Linked DNA regions of Macaca mulatta: region 1 is linked to region 2. A link is a contact called in public Hi-C data. All regions are on one chromosome and are shown on one strand. The core of a region is the stretch at or near the end of the contact, and the rest is flanking DNA. Distances in the headings are between cores, read along the strand shown.

The links. A called contact is a pair of places that touch in the nucleus more often than the background predicts.
Region 1: a contact with region 2 is called in a Hi-C map of liver, with 5 times the contacts expected there. The contact joins the promoter of WDR25 here to the promoter of YY1 in region 2. A contact is called at or near these places in 2 of 14 Hi-C or Micro-C datasets (fetal cortex germinal zone and liver).

Annotation. Positions count from the first base shown.
Region 1 is chr7:173,717,028-173,721,745 of T2T-MMU8v2.0, reverse strand. WDR25 (WD repeat domain 25) reads right to left here and starts at 2,298. Exons shown (of 7, transcript XM_028851833.2): 1 at 2,068-2,298. WARS1 (tryptophanyl-tRNA synthetase 1) reads left to right here and starts at 2,255. Exons shown (of 11, transcript XM_001105926.5): 1 at 2,255-3,287.
Region 2 is chr7:173,574,567-173,579,107 of T2T-MMU8v2.0, reverse strand. YY1 (YY1 transcription factor) reads right to left here and starts at 1,376. Exons shown (of 5, transcript XM_015144480.3): 1 at 338-1,376. The coding sequence starts at 1,016.

The sequences.
Region 1 (4,718 bases), core at 1,049-3,548, 140 kb before region 2:
GTTTAAAAAAAAAAAAAAAAATCTTTTCTGGGCAGGGCATAGTGGTTCACGCCTGTAATCGCAGCACTTTGGGAGGCCGACGTGGGCAGATCACCTGAGGTCAAGTTCAAGACCAGCCTGGCCAACATGGTGAAACCCTGTCTCTACTAAAATACAAAAATTAGCCGCGCATGGTGGCACACGCCTGTAATCCCAGCTACTCAGGAAGCAGAGGCAGGAGAATCACTTAAATCCAGGAGGCATGTTGAGCCTCCTCACTCCCTCGTTGCAGTGAGCCGAGATCGGGCCATTGCACCTCAGCCTAGGCGACAAGAGTGAAACTTAGTCTCAAAAAAAAATTCTTTCTGAAATTCTGAACCTTCATGCACAATACATTGTTATCAATTAGTTCCCAGAAAGAAGTGCTTTGGTCTGGATCAATGTTTTACTTCTATGCTGTTAGCACCAAGTACAATCCAGAGAAAAAGAAGGGTGCTGGGCACACCCAGGACAGCAGAGGGCGCGGTGGAACAGCACAGAATGCTCAGGCAATAGACTAACTTCCAAGAAAATCCAGTGCACCCAAACTTAATCAAACAGGCCAAGGTCCGCCTCCATCTCCCAACAGGTGGAGTCAGATCATATTAAACAGATTCCCTCCAAGTCCTTTGCTAAGTCATTCCAGACAGCCTATTACCCATCTCTTCTGCTAGACAATGGGTTTCAATGTCCCCTGGAATCAACCACCCAACCCCTTCCACACCTTTCCCCCAAATGGCACCATTCGCCTGAGGGTTCCACTGGTCTACAAGTCAGGTCATCATTCCATAAATGTCTGTAGTCAGTCTCCTCTAGTAATGCCGCCCCTGTTCACAGCCCATTCTAGGCAGGTAACAACTTCCACACACAAAGCCAGAGTTCAAATAAAATGGGTGGGCACAGTGGCTCACGCCTGTAATCTTAGCACTTTGGGAGGCCGAGGCGGGCAGATTACCTGAGGTCAGGAGTTCAAGACCTGCCTGGCTAACATGGTGAAACCCCACCTCTACTAAAAATTTTTTAAAAATAAAAATAAAAATAAAAAATAAATTAGCTGGGTACAGTGGCGCATGCCTCTAATCCCAGCTACTCTGGAGGCTGAGGCCGCGGAATTGCTTGAGCCCGGGAGGCAGAGATTGTGGTGAGTGGAGATCACGCCACTGCACTCCAGCCTGGGCTACAGAGCAAGACTTCGTCTCAAAAAAAAAAAAACAAAAACAAAAACAAAACTTCTAAAGCCAGCCAGCCAGCTCATCTCAGATGGAACTAATATAAAAGACTAATTATAAACTAATGGGACCGTGCACTGCAAATAATTTGGCATTTCTGTTCTCCAAATGCTAAACCTGGTCCCCAGGCCACTCTCAACTCCTCTGCCCAGGCACCACCCACCACGCACCCGACTCCTTGCTGTCAAAAGGATCCCACAGATTCCCACCACCAGAGTGCCCGTGCTCCCTCTGGAAGGTGGTGAGGGATTAAACTAAGAGGAACTGAGACAGATGGAAGGGAAGGCAGGGACACTGGAGAAGAGTCTAAGGAAGAAGCGAGTGACTCTGACAATCACTATCAGCATGTCAGCCCCATGAGGACAGGGCTTTCTGTGTTTTGTTCACTATTCAATGCCCAGCGTCCAAAAATATTTCTGGAATGCAAACAGGTGGGAGGGGGAGATGCTGAGGAAGTAAAAGAAATAGGATATTGCCATTCAACAAACATTTCCTGATTACCTACTCTTTGTCAAGCCCTATGCTGGGTCTTGTGTGGGTGGAAATTAAACACAAAACACAGATCCCCCGGAGGCCCCAGACTGATGAAGGCAACAAACAAGATACGACCAGAGATGGAGTTTGAAAGATGAATAGGAGTTAGCCGAGCTGTCAATAGTAAGAAGTAAGGTTGGTCCAAGGCACAGCGCTTTCTGAAGGAACAGGAAGTGATAGGAAGGCGAGCGGCTATGAGAGACCGCGTTAAGAGGCGCGGGGCGCTTATGGACGCTGCCCAGTCCCGGCCCCCTCCAGCCCGGGGCCCGCCGCTCACCACACGCACCGGAAGCGCTCGGTTCTCCCGGAGGCAGACCGGCCAGCACACCACTGTCCAGTCACGTTGCGACGAGGCCCCGGGGCCGCCAGCCAATCAGTGGAGCCCTCTGCCCCGCCCCCGCGTGAACAACCAATGATGGCGCCGTCGGGCCGGAAGTTGTTCCGTCCGGATGGCGTTTCCACGGACGCCCCGGAGACAACCCGTGGCTGAGCCGGGAGTGCTGACAGGCCCGGGTGGGCCGGGTAAGCGAGGGGAGTGAGGCCGGGGCGGAGTGAGGGAACAAGGGAGGGAGTAATGGAGGGACGCCCGCGCGGCGCCCAGCGGCCTGGCCCTCCAGGCAGTATCCTGAGAGCCCGGCTTGCTGCTCGCCGCGTTCTGGCACCGTGAAGGGCGCGGATCCTGCCACCGACCCCTTGCTCCTTTCCTGTGAGCGCCGCCGACCCACCCCGTCCCCCTTTCCCACCGGCATCAACCCTTCATCATCTCCACCTCTTCTCTTTTCCCGAGAAGAGAGGCCCCCATTTTTATTTAGCGCTTGCCATGTGCCAGAGACTTTGCCTAGTGTTGCACTTAGTCCGCTCAATGGTAATGTTAGCAGGCTTCTCCATGCCCATTTCACAGATGAGGAAACCCAAGGGAAGCAGAAAAGTAATGTGACCCTTGCCCAAGGTTTCGAATAAGTCCAAGCTGGGATTGAAACCCAGGCGTCTGTGACCTCAGAACTCCCGATCTTTCCACTACACTGCGCCGCCTCGGTGAACAAATGCGGGGAATTTACGGTTTCTCTTTCTAACGCCCACGACTCCACAAAATCAGTCACACTGACACTGAGGGTGGGGAACGGGAAGAGGGTGGAGAGGTTATTTGGAGGCCAGCGGGGGGTGAGGGGTGGCTGATGCAATGCCCAGCTAATGGCTCGATTCTCAGGAGGGTTTCATTGGTCTCAACCTGGTCCCAGGCAGCCCACCTCTGATTGGACAGTCTCATCAAGAAGGTTGGTCAAGAGCTCAAGTGTTTCTGAGAATCAGGGCGATTTATAAGAAAAGCTTAGCTGAATGCAGGGTGGGGACTGGTAAACAAAAGGAAAAGCCTCTTTTTTCAGAAGGGAAACTGAAAGAAAGAGGGGAAGAGTATTAAAGACCATTTCTGGCTGGGCTGGGCATTCTCAGCTGCTCAACTGCCCAGCGTGACCAGTGGCCACCTCTGCAGAGTCTTCCACAACGTGGGTATGTATTGCCATCTTTGCCAGGCTTAGAGCTTGTTAGTGTTTTTACCAAAGTGCTGAAAACCTTGGTTTAGGGGGTCAGGACTTGTGTCTTTAGGATTAGGGTGTTATGCATTTTACTTCTTCCATTGACCGAAAGTTCAGGTAATTCACTGCTCCCATAGGGAATAGAGATCCTGGCTGAGCAGTCGCGTGCTTGGATTTGTAGCTTGCCTCCCAGCACTCTCATGCTGTCTGTCATAGTTTTCACTGATGCAGCCCCCTTCTGTGCTCAACATCAGAACGTATTGTCATTCTTGTTGTGACACCCCAAAGTGTCTAGTGCCTGGCTTCATATAAATTAATGGCTTTGCCTTTTAAGATAATGTTCATTTGTTATTTGGAGGGGAAAGCGATCTTTCTTTTAGTGTTTAAAAAAAAAAAAAAAGTGGAACATAATGGGTCCCAGAAGGTGTCAAGAAATCCTTGCTCTAAAGAAGTCATTTTCTTGTCCTCTAGGAACTTTCCAGTCCAAAGGCATAGTCACTTACACTCTGGGGCCAAGATTTAAAGGATGGTATTCTACCTCCTGGTGATATTCCAGGGATTCAGAAACACTCCTGGGCTACATCTTCTTCTCAGCTGCTCCAGAATTGGCTGTCTTGATGCCACCCTTCCCCAGATTGCAGAATCAGTGTGTCCTGATCTTCTCTGTGAGATGATTTTTATGCAACCCAAGTCTTTATCATGTTGTTCTGTTAAACAATTCTATAATTCTTTCCACTCCTCATCCCAATACAATACCCAGTTTCTTTAAGTGCCTATTATGCTCCTCCACAACAGTGGAAAATTTCACAATGAGCACAAGATTCAAGTTCTTGAAAAGGGGGTTGGGGGTTAATTTTCAAGAGCCATTTTAGCTTTCTCCTTGAAGGTCTGCTGTGATCTGCTTTGGAGTAGGCAGTTTTGCTCTTTACACGCCCAGTACTTTTGTTTAGGGAAGATAATAGAGTACTTCACTGGTTATAACTGCATTTCTTTGTTTCAGAGTGTAGTATTTGTTAAACAGGTAAATCTAATTCTCTTAAAGACTTAATGTTCTATTTGCAATTTATTTGGTAAACACTGAAGACAATGGTCCTTAACCTTTTGGCATCTCAGCCTCCTCTGGAAAGGTTACGAAGCCAGGAGACGTTGCTCAAAACCATGCACATACCAGTGTACTTGCAAGCACTAATGTAATTTCAGATGTTCATGAACTTCAAGTTGAAAAACCTCTGAAGTTCGGCCGGGCGCGGTGGCTCAAGCCTGTAATCCCAGCACTTTGGGAGGCCGAGACGGGCGGATCACAAGGTCAGGAGATCGAGACCATCCTGGCTAACAAGGTGAAACCCCGTCTCTACTAAAAAATACAAAAAACTAGCCGGGCGAGGTGGCGGGCGCCTGTAGTCCC
Region 2 (4,541 bases), core at 127-2,626:
GCGGGCGCGCCCGTTGATGCGGGCGCCGGGGAGCGAGCGCGCCGGCCCCTCCCCCGGCCGTCCCCGCCCCGCGCGGCGCTTCCCCCTCTCGGAGAAACTACGCCATTGCGGCCTAGCCGGGCGGCGCCGGCCCCTCCCCCCGCGGCCCGCCGCCATCTTCGCGGCCCGCCGCCGGCCGCCGCCGCCGCCGCGCCCCCGCCGCCGCACGGCCCGCCATCTTTTGGGGCCGCCATACTTGCCCTGGCGAAGAAGATGGCGGCGCCCATCACACACATAAAACATGGCTTCCCTTCAAAACAAAAACATCCCGGGGCCGGGGCGCGCGGCCGGCGCTCACCTGAGGACCACATGGTGACCGAGAACTCGCCCTCCAGGGTCTTGATCTGCACCTGCTTCTGCTCCCACTTCTTGTTGCCCGGGTCGGCGCCGCCGCCGCCCGCCGCGCCGGCCCCGCCGCTGAGGTAACTCTTCTTGCCGCTCTTCTTGCCGCCGCCCTTCTTGACGCGGCCGCCGCCCGACGACGAGGAGCCGCCGCCGCCGCTCTTGCCGGCCGCCGCCACGGTGACCAGCGTCTGCTCAATGTAGTCGTCGTCGCCGCCGGCCGGCGCGGGCACCGGGATGAGGATCTGATCCTCGAAGCCGTCCTCGGCGCGCAGCCCGTCCGAGTCGTCGCCGCCCACCACCTCCTCGCGCGTCTGCACCAGGATCACCTCCTGGTGGTGGTGCACCTGGGTCGGGTCGTCGGTAACCAGCGGCTGCAGCGCGATCATGGGCGGGTGGTGGTGGTGGTGATGGTGGTGGTGGTGGTGGCCGGCGTGCCCGTGGCCGCCCCCGCCGCCGTGGTCGCCGCCGCCGCCGTCCTCGTCGTCTTCGTCCTCCTCCTCCTCCTCGCCCACCACTGTGGTCTCGATGGTCTCCACCGGGATGGTCTCCACCTCGATCTCGTGCAGCTCCACGATCTCGGCCGGCATCTCCGAGCCGTCCGTGGCGATGTAGAGGGTGTCGCCCGAGGCCATGGCTGAGAGCTCCGCCGCCACGGCCGCGGCGGCCTCGGCTCCTCGGCTGCGGGCGGGCGGGCGAGGAGGCGGCCGGCCGTGGGGAAGGAAGGCAGAGGGAGGAAGGCGGCGAGCGGGCGGGGGGAGAGGGGGCGGGCGGCGGGGGAAGGGGCGGGCGCGGCGGCCGCGGCGGCGGCGGGGCTTCCCCGCCTCCCTCGCCTCGGTGCGCCCCGCGCTCGCTCGGCCGCTGCTCGTCCCGGCTCCCCGCCTCGCCTCGCCGCAACCGCCCGCCCTGGCCGCGCCTCCTCCCGCCCTCCGGGCCGGCGCTCCGCTTCCCCCTTCCTCCTGCGCCTCCGCCTCCTTCCACACAAATACCAACTCCTCAACCCGAGCCCAGATCTCGCCGCCGCCGCCGCCGCCACACTCTGCTCGGGCCCGGCCTCGCGAGACTTCCGCGCTGGCCTCAGCCCGCCCCGCCTCGCTGCCACTCGCCCGCTCGCCCTCTCGATTCTCCCTCTCGGCCAATCGAGCTATCCGCTGGCCTCCGCGGCCCCGCCTACTCGCTGGGCTCCTCCCGGATTGGGGCCGGTGGGACCGGGGGCGGGGCGGCTCGCACGCGCGCAGGCTGGCCCGCGGCGCGTGACGTCAGCGCGCCGCCGCCGCCGCCACCGCCTCCCGCAGCTCGGAGTCGCGCGGCTCCCGCCCTTCGCGGTGCTACAGCCACAAAACACGCCGCCTCGGGCCGGGGCCGCACTCGGGAGCGGGGCGTCGCCGCTGCAGCCGCCGCCTTGGGAGCCGGTGAGCGGTCCGCGCGGCCCCGGGCACCACGGGGGCGGGAGCCTGAGGAGAAGGGAGGGAGGGGCCGGCCGGGCGCCGGGTTGAGGCAGGTGGGCGGCCCGGGGACCGAGCGGGGAGCGGCCGGCGCGTGCAGGGCGGCCCAGTCGCCCCAATAAAGTCTGCTTTGACGAGAAACGCCTGTGCTTCCTTTTTCGCGTCGGGCGGCGTTTGCTCTTGGCGCCTGGCTTCGGGCGAGCGATGGCCGCGGGGTGAGTGGAGGGCCGAACGGATAAAGACGGGCGACGCGGGCAGCGTCCCGCATCTCGCCGCGAACTCCCGGCTGGGTGCGGGGCCGAGCGCGGGGTCGGCGCGAGCTCGGCGGAAGCGCCCGCGGAGCCCCTGGGCCACCGTTGGGAGGATGTCCGTTATTCTTTTGTGACCCGCGGAAACCTGAGACGCAGCCGTTGGGTGCCTGTTTCCCCGTAGATCTTAGAACTACAGGGTCCTGGCGGCTTTCTAAATTTCCTTTTGAGCTTCCCCTTCTTCGCTCTCCAACCAGCCATTGTTTTCCTTGCCCACCATTTCCCCCTATTTGTCACTTTCATATTTACTCCTCCTTACGCCCGCCAGGTTTTGCATTTGTCTGGTTGAAAAGTCCAAAGTTTTTCGGCCGTGTCCTCCATTATACCTGCAACAGAGCATAGATTTGTTTATTTATTTATTTTGTGGCACGGATTAGCGGCGAGTTAAACCTTCCTGAATGAGGTATACTGCAGCGAAGTGTTTTTGCTCTTATCTGTCCTTTTGGTCGACCTGACAGTTTGCCTTAAAGCAAAACAAAGATTTCCTGATTTTTAAGGAAACTATGACAATTGAAGATTTGGACACGTGTGTCTTTGTTGTACTCGTTTGGCCGATTTAACGCCTTTGTGAATTTGTTCAACTTGAATATTCTCAGCGTTTACTGTTTTGTAATAGTGTTCATGCAGTTGAGGCCCATGATTATTCTGAACTGTACGCAATACATTAATCTTAGGCTCAACTTGTTAAAACAAGTAGACTATACATTCTCATTGAAAGGCAACTTTGTAAATCCTAGTTCCTTCTTATTGCTAAATGATATTGCACTTGATTTTTGAGAATATTAGTGGAAGGAGTGACAAATTAGATCGTTTTCTTTTTGAATCTGAGCTTTGAAACCTGAATAATTCCCCTTGGAGTACTGCACCCACACAGTTTGGAAAAGTCAAATCTGTTGAATTAAGTCATTTCTGGCTTTATAGCTTATAAACTCTGCATAAATATTTCATGAATGAAAACCAGTTGTGGGAGAACTTTTACATGTCTTAATGCTTTGTAAATTTCACTTTCCCCACTCTCTAGTAATTGATGGGGAAATGGCATTGCAAGTAGTTGATACATCCCCATAAACACCAGTTGTCAGAGCAAGAGAAATGAGGTAATTACCCATTAAGCATCCTGGCTTCTGAGCTGTACATCTGTAGATGTTCACATTCAAGTGGAGAAAGCGAAAAAGGATTCAAAGCTGTGAGGAATGCTGGTAGGTCAGAAAGCACTAAGATGCTCCTGAAGGCCATCCTAGTACCTGCTCCAGAAAATAGCTTTTTAAACTTGCCCCATAGGAGGTTGCCTGTTAGGCAACCTCTAGTGGGAGATATTTCTAGTGGGAGATATTTCTCTAGTGGGAGATATTCTTGTCTTCCACTGTTTAACTGTGGAGTATCTTATGACTAGACATGCAAAGATAATGTGTTGTGTGACTCGCCTGCTTGCACTTGCTAAAGGTAAAAATTATTTTAAAAGGACAAGTCAAATTGCGGTTTCAGAATCATGGAATTCTAAAAGAGGATAGGCTGGGCGTGGTGGCTCACGCCTGTAATCCCAACACTTTGGGAGGCTGATGTGGGTGGATCACCTGAGATCAGGAGTTCCAGGCCAGCCTGGCCAACATGGTGAAACCCCATCTCTACTAAAAATACAAAAATAAGCTGGGCGTGGTGGTGCACGCCTGTAGTCTCAGCTACTTAGGAGGCTGAGGCAGGAGAATTGCTTGAAACCAGGAGGCCGAGGTTGCAATGAGACGAGATTGCTCCACTGCACTCCAGCCTGGGTGACAGAGTGAGACTCTGTCTCAAAAAAATAGTAATAAAAGGCCGGGCGTGGTGACTCAAGCCTGTAATCTCAGCACTTTGGGAGGCCGAAGTGGGTGGATCACGAGGTCAGGAGATCAAGACCATCCTGGATAACACGGTGAACACTAAAAATTAGCCGGGCGTGGTGGCAGGCACCTGTAGTCCCAGCTACTCGGGAGGCTGAGGCAGGAGAATGGCGTCAAACTGGGAGGCGGAGCTTGCAGTGAGCCGAGATCCTGCCACTGCACTCCAGCCTGGGCAACAGAGCGAGACTCTGCCTCAAAAAAAAAAAAAAAAAAAGGTAATAAAAGTGAGGATAATTTAACTGCTATGTTTTTTTGTTTTTGTTTTTCTGAGGCAGGGTCTAGCTGTGTCTCCCAGGCTAGAGTACAGTGGCACAGTCATAGCTTACTGCAGCCTTGAATTCCTGGATTCAAACAATCCTCCCACTTCAGCCTCCCAAAGAACTAAGGACTACAGGTGCACCACCGCATGCCCAGCTAATTAAAAAAATATTTTTTAATTATTAATTTTTTTTGGATATCAGGTCTTAAGGGCTCTGTTGCCCAGGCTGGTCTCCTGCCTTGGCCTCTCAAATTGCTGGAGTGTACCTAGC